2 separate regions of the Triticum aestivum genome follow, and region 2 is linked to region 1. Evidence: chromatin contacts called from public Hi-C data. All regions are on one chromosome and are shown on one strand. The core of a region is the stretch at or near the end of the contact, and the rest is flanking DNA. Distances in the headings are between cores, read along the strand shown.

Region 1 (3,663 bases), core at 49-2,548:
GTTTGTATAAGTTGAGGGGTGGCTCCTTTGTATTCTCCAGTTCCAGAGGTTTAATAGCAACTTTACATTTACTTTTGCTTGCTTGTTGCACGTACATGCAAAAGACCTTCTTCGTATGTCTTGGTTGCAGGGTCTTGTTTTCCCATGCTAATTTTCCAGTCCATGACTTATTACAGGAGTTATTACCCTGAACAATAACAAGTAAATCATGTACAAAAATACAGTACTACGGATGATAGAAACTTAGGGTCCAATAACCCCTAAGCTAAGGAGAATCAAATGCTGAATGTTTGCCTGTAAAGCCCAACAACAATTCCTAGGTCCTAGAGATATGAAAGAATTATAGCCTAGGAATGTTTTCGAAAAGGAAGTGATGTGCATGTTGCGTGAGTATTTCTTAGTAATAATTCTCATAAGAAACTATGGCATACAAAAAATGTGCATGTCACTAGTTCATATAGCACATATTTCCCAGGTGTGAGTCTAATTAGTACTTCATTCGGGAAAAATAAGTCATATCCTGCCTAACCTAAAAATATATAACACCTATCTCCCACTGTATTGGCGGTAACCGATGACTAACATCTGTTTGGCGGTAACTTACCAATGCTGAGCGGGATATAGTTGCAAAGTAAGCAATGGAGATGACAACTAAGTCAGGCAAAGATATGATTGAGAAAACTCTAAGCCGCATAGAGCTGCTGGCAATCACACATTTCGCTTCAGATCCGTCAACAGTTCAACTAGCAGGATGCTCTATCTGCTGGTTTCCAAAAAAACGTACTTAGCAAAGTTTAGAAATTTGCCTTTCGGAACTACTGTATTATTCTATAGTGCCAACGCAGATCGAACCAGGAGATTCCTCATCGATACCACCCGAACGGGAGCAACATTAAACCTCAGACAGTTCAGACTAACCACGCACCTTGAGCGAAGAACAACTCCTGTAGTGGCGACCATCCGAACCAATCGGCGCCACGGCAGCCACCTACAAGGCACCAGGAAAGCTTAGGGGCACAGCGAACGGGGAAGCCGCGCGCACGCGGAGGGTGTAAGACAAGAGCGCGCGTACCTGGGCTCCAAGGGCGGAAGCCATGGCCAATCGATCACGTGCTTGCGGAGGAGTTCGCTAGGGTTTTGAATTTTGATCTGCGGAAGCGACGGGGAGAAAAGAAAGGGACACGAGTGTGGAAGTTTGGAGAAGAGTAGAGAAGCAGAGGCCGCTATCGGGGTGAACGCCAACTTTGTTTTTTTAGCGAACGTCGGTCTTTATTGATCAACCAACAAATTTACAAAGAGTCTCCCGGATGCAATCCGGAGCCGAATGAAAAATACATGGACTAGTAGAGCTCAAACTAGATCTAGCTAAGACATAAGCTAAAACATTGTACTGCCGACGAACATGCTGGAAAGTTGCAGAAGAAAGACCATTTGCCATCACTTTGACGTCCATAAGAATAGAACCTACCACCGAGCGGTCACTAGAAGAAGATTTCAAGCGCTGCATCACCGAGAGGCAATCCGTATTGAAGATAACATTTTTTTTCGAGAGTACGCCAAAGGCGTACCATATTTTTATAGAAGGCAGCAAACATAATTACAAGAAGCTAGGCATAGATGCGAACATCAAGCTAGCAAGATTCACTCAACACCTAAACAATACTCTGCCTAACTACTCATAAATCGATGTATTCTCCCAACACCAGCTTCATCCTGCTCTTTAAGCTCATCGAAGATTTGGTGCACCAACTGCCGCGGCCTCCTTTGTTGCTCCACCCACCCAAATACTCTAGCATTCCTTTGCTTCCATAAAGACCAAGCTACGAAGATGACGATAGTGTCAAAGCCTCTTCTGTCCGTCTTCGAGATTGCATTCCGTGCCTGAAGCCACCACGGTTCCAGCGAGTCACCTGATTGCGGCTGCCGGACGGTGACCGTGATTTCCATGAAGCAAAGATGCCAAACCTCCTTGGCATAAGGGCAATGAAGTAAGATATGGTCAACCGTATCTTCCTCTTGTAGGCACGTGTAGCATGCCGTCGTAGCGTCCTGCAGGCCATGTCTAGCGCGCCGATCCGAAGTCCATAGCCTATATTGCACCGCTAGCCATGCAAAGATTTTGCATTTTAGGATCGCCCCACTCCTCCAAATGCAATCGTATGTAGGGGAAGTCGCAAGCCCAAGGTGCAGCACCCGATACACTGACCGCGGAGTGTACTGCCCCGATGTGTCCCACGGCCATGCAAACGTGTCCAGCCCCTGAGAGTCTCGATAAGCATCCATAGTAGCCACTCGGAGATGCATGAGCTGCAAGAGGGCCATGAACGGTGGCTCTTCATTAATGTCCAGCTCCCACCTGCTATCAACCATAGCTTGACCGACCGTCCGTTGGTTCTGCACTCTCGTGGGCACCAAGGGTAAGATTGCTGGTGCAATGTCTTCCACCGCCAGGCCATTCATCCAGCGATCCTTCCAAAAGAGCACTCTATCGCCGGCTCCTACTGTGATTTGCACCAATTGATTGAACACATGCCTCGCTTCTTCGTCAACCAAGAACGGGATACCTTGCCAGGGTCTGTCTAGGTCCGTCCTCCTCAACCACTCCCACCTCACCCTAAGGGCGAGGGCTTGCACCTTCAAGTTCTTTACTCCAAGGCCTCCAAACCTTGTGGGACGACAGATAGTGTTCCATGCCACAAGGCATTGCCCTCCGTTAACCTTGTCTTTCCCGGCCCAACAAAACGACCTCATCCATGCGTTAATTTCATCGAACACCCAGTCAGGGGCATTAAGCACCATGAGCTGATGGATAGGTCTCGCCGCCACCACTGATTTGATGAGAATAAGACGTCCTGGCCTTTGAATGAGGCCGCGCTGCCATGCCGGGATAAATTTCCTAACTTGATCCACAAGTGGCAACCAATCTGCTCGAGTTAGTTGATGCATCGTCAAGGGAATGCCCAGATACTTGCAAGGAAACTGCCCAATGTCACACTGCAAGTGTGCGGCAACTCTCTGCTGGTCCTCCACCGTGCCTCGAATCAAAATTGCCTTGGATTTATTGTAGTTGACTTCCAATCCTGAGGCCTCGCCAAAGCTCGCCAGCGCCTGCTTGACAAAGACCAAGTCCACCTCTGTCGGCTTGATGAACAACGCAACATCATCCGCGTAAATGGATAGCCTTTGTGTTGGAGAGATCCCATTTAGTTTGCTAGCGACTCCTTCCTCGGCTCCTTTCCTGAACAGCGTTGTTAGGGCTTCCATGGCAATGACGAATAGGAGTGGTGAGACTGGGTCCCCTTGGTGAAGACCGCATGCGTGCACAAAACTCTGTCCCGGTCCTCAAGTGAAGGTAACATTATCAAAACCCTCATCACATGCAAGACGAACCGCTCGACGGAGTGCTAAAGCCTCAGCTACTTCTGGAGACAATGCACCCCTCAACAGATCAGAACAGGCAGCTACACACAAGCCCTCATGGTTGAGCACCACCACCCCTATTCCGGATTTATGTTGCTCCACCGACACAGCCGCATCGGAGAACGCCACCACTGTACCTTGCGGCGGTGGAGACCATTGACGATTAGTATACCAGGTCTCACGCCTAGAAGCAAGTACAGACTTGTAGAGGTGTTGGAGGATCAGGTCAATGTAAGCCTTGGC
Region 2 (3,497 bases), core at 768-3,267, 40 kb before region 1:
AATTTTATTATTCAATCTGCAATTTTCCTCAAGTGCCTCGCTAGTGCTGCAAACTGTAGGTGCCTTTATGGTACTAGAAATGATTGTGTCAACCCTTGAAATGATGTCAGGAACTTTCTTTCTTAGATGCTCAAATTCTAGATCATGCTTAAGATCTAATGACGCCTTCTCTCGTTTGAATTTGAACAGCTCTTCCGTTTTATCTTGTAAGTACAATTCATGCAATCTCTTTAATTTACTAATCTCAGATCTGAAGTAGTTTATGATTTCTTCCCCAGTTGAACCCCTGAGATGCCGAAAGTCAGATTTTTCGGAAATTACTTCTCTGGGACTTACAGATCTCTGTGTTGCAGACTTCTTGGTTTCCACACTGGAAGATGCAGAGTGTTCCTCCCCTGTTTTCTTTCTTAAGAGATTGTATTTCCATCTGTTACTCCTGTTACCTAGATTTTCATGCTTACTGTGGGGACTATGTGATTCATCTTCTGAAGGTAACAGCATATCCGATATAGACATCAACTCTTGACGGATTGCACCACACTGAACCACAGTTTCCTTCCGGTTCTTCCTTAGACTGTTGACAATGGAACTTTGTTCAAAAAACCTCCTCTCTAGCTCATTCTCAAGAGTTCTGATACAGTCTCCAATCATAATGCCGGTGACCTCTAATTGCAAGTCATGCTCCCACTGAAGATCGTGAATTGAAGCGTTGAACAGGCTCAACATGTCCTTAATTTGCCGGAACACCACTATCAAGAGTAGCTTTAGGTCATTGAACCCCTCATCTATCTCTACTATTGGCTTTCCATGACGGCATATCACAGGGCATGAAACATCTGCATCACTGTCATGAACAAAATTATGGCTTTTCAAGAGCATCATATCCTCCTTGAGCCTATTAAGCTGTTGATCGACTTCCAGTTTCATCAAATCTAAGTACTCTGTGTAATTGATCTCTGCATCTGCATCCAGAAGGTGTTGATGTAGCCGCGACATTACAGTTGCAAACGCCTCAAAGTTGCTTCCGATATCACAGCTGCAATTGCAGGAGAACAAGGATGGCGGTGGTGGCACTGGTGAACCTTCCAAAGACGAGGGTGTGTCGAGAGAAGGCTGATCGAGCAAGGACAAACCATTGTGAGGTGTACATCGGGATTGGCTAGTGTTGGCTGCTGGTATGGTCAGCCTAGCAAGAAATGGATCCATTCCTTGGTCAAACACCTGCAGCATTATATTTTAAAGAAAAATTACAAACGATTAATTCTAGGATGATGTTTACGCTTTGGCAGTAGTAGAAAAATGTGCAAGCGGGATACAGTGTTGCCTCATTGCGATTTACAATTCGCTTCTCACTTAACAGCCGGCCATAACAATGAGCAGCAAACAGCAAAAATTGTATCTGCTCCAGTCCAGCCCACACCAAAAAACTGGGCCGACCAGTTGCGGTAAAAATGCAGGGAAGTTTAACAGCAGTTGGTTCTCCCTGCTCTTCTTATCCCTACCATTACCAAGTAGGAAGCCAACCAACAGCAGAGCGCACAGTTGATTCGCTCGGGCAGTTCCCTAGGTTGGTTCCAAACGGCCGCGACGCGTTTCCAGTTACAACCCAGCGGCAGCGGATGACACTCGGTTAACAAGCAAGCTGAACCCAACCCAACCCCGAGCCAAGAGTAGACGGAGAGACGATTGATTTACCGCCAAATTTGACAGTGCAAAAGGAAGCGGAAGCGGAAGCGCGGAGAAACACTTACGGGCTCGATCTGCGCCATGGGCAGGAGTTGCGGCTCCGAAAGCCGTGGCCGCCCCGGGGGAGAGGAGGCCTCTAGCTAGGGTTGGGAGAGGTGGTTGCAGCGGGAGAAGAGGGCAAGGACAGAAAGGCGGTGGAGAAGGGAGCGGTGAAACCGGCCGGGCTGAGGATTGGACCAGGCGACCGATCGCTGGCTTGGCTTGGCTTGCCGCGGGGAAGACGACACACCAGACAGGTCACCACCGGGCGGGGCGGGGCGGGGCGTTGCGACCGGACGGCGGGGGGTGGTAATAATAACCAACGGACCAGCTGCGGCGCGGCCATTTTTGATCGCACGGCACGGAGAAGCTGACGTCGGGGTCCGTTTCAACGCGGGGCCCATCGGACGGCGGGGTGGTTGGGAGGTGGGAGTGTGTGTAGCGACCGCGTAGTGTGGGACACGTGATGTGTGGCTGGGGCCCAGCAGTCGGCGGGAGCGAGGGAGAGAGAGAGTGGGGTGCTGAGCTGGACTGATTATACACGTACTACAGTACGGGACAAGAGCGAGGGAGATGCGCATGAGTTTGAGTGTGGCCGTCGGATGTGCCGGGTGTGGCGAGCTGGTTCGCCGCTCCCATGGCTTTTGCCCTTGGGCTTTTTCCTTCGCTTTTGGTCTCTTCTCTTTGCTGGCAAATATCTATCCCTTCATTTGCGGTTATTTTACTCTTGGTTGATTCATCGTAGTATCTATCTTTAGTTAATGACTCAAGTAATCGCGTATCAAACTTTTTTTCTTTTTGCATGACTAAAGTAAGGATGTCCTAATTATAGGCTCGAAGAATCGAATTTTAAAGCACGACATTAATAGGTCATTGATACTTTTTCTAGACAAGCCAAAGGCTGACCCTCACCTTTTTGTGTGTTTCTTAATTTTTCGAAAAAGGCTTTCGTACCGCTTTATATATAAAGCAATGATCATCAACAGTCGGTACAAACGCATGCCACCACAACACACGCACACACATAGGGTAGGATATATAGCGCTGAGCGCAGCAACATCACCCATATCACTACGGAAGAGATGCAGCCGCATACGACGAACCGTTGACTCCAAGATGGCGCCTTCAGAAAGAAAACGACACCGGAGCGCCGGCACCGCCCGATCCGAGGATCGGAGTTTTCTCTAGAGCAAGACGACAGGCAATGAGAACCGCGGCGACGCCTTCAAGAAGGGAATGAGTTTCAACGTCGCCGCCAAAGATAGAACAGGTTTTCACCCCGGCCAACACTCACCGCCACCGGAACGCCACACCCCGGCTACCACGCTGCCCGCACGGCCATGGCCACCGGGCAGCACCGAGCCACGAGCTCTACCCATGAGCATCGCGCTACCACCACTAGGCCGCCGCCCCAGCATCCAAGACGACATCACCTCACCCAAGACCCGCCGCTACCCCAACCAAAGAGATGAGCGGAAAGGTTCCGCCTTTCGCAGCCCTGGGCGGCCCCCAGCGCCGAGACCCAATAGGCCAGCCAAAACTGGCCTCCGTCGCCCCGTCCTGCAGCCCCGGGCGCGAGATGAGCTTCCTGCTGTCGGGCGCGAGACGAGATCGGTCTTGCTGTCTGGCGCGAGACGAGCTCGGCCCTGCGGCCCCGGACATGAGACGAGTGATGAACCACAGCTGGGAGATGGCCAACCCTTCGATAAAAGTAGCGCCCGGACGACGAGTAGAAGGATCGAAGGCCGACACAAGCCGCCTACAGACGAGCC

What was found. A called contact is a pair of places that touch in the nucleus more often than the background predicts.
Region 2: a contact with region 1 is called in a Hi-C map of leaf, with 2.3 times the contacts expected there. The contact joins the promoter of LOC123052868 here to the promoter of LOC123052867 in region 1. A contact is called at or near these places in 1 of 5 Hi-C or Micro-C datasets (leaf) and 1 of 1 datasets of contacts at active chromatin or transcription factors (leaf).

The regions. Positions count from the first base shown.
Region 1 is chr2D:308,445,766-308,449,428 of IWGSC CS RefSeq v2.1, reverse strand. It overlaps LOC123052867 (ferredoxin--NADP reductase, embryo isozyme, chloroplastic), which reads right to left and starts at 1,298. Exons shown (of 6, transcript XM_044476222.1): 1 at 1,073-1,298; 2 at 926-988; 3 at 1-187. The coding sequence starts at 1,096.
Region 2 is chr2D:308,486,968-308,490,464 of IWGSC CS RefSeq v2.1, reverse strand. LOC123052868 (WPP domain-associated protein) reads right to left here and starts at 2,017. Exons shown (of 5, transcript XM_044476227.1): 1 at 1,752-2,017; 2 at 1-1,221. The coding sequence starts at 1,769.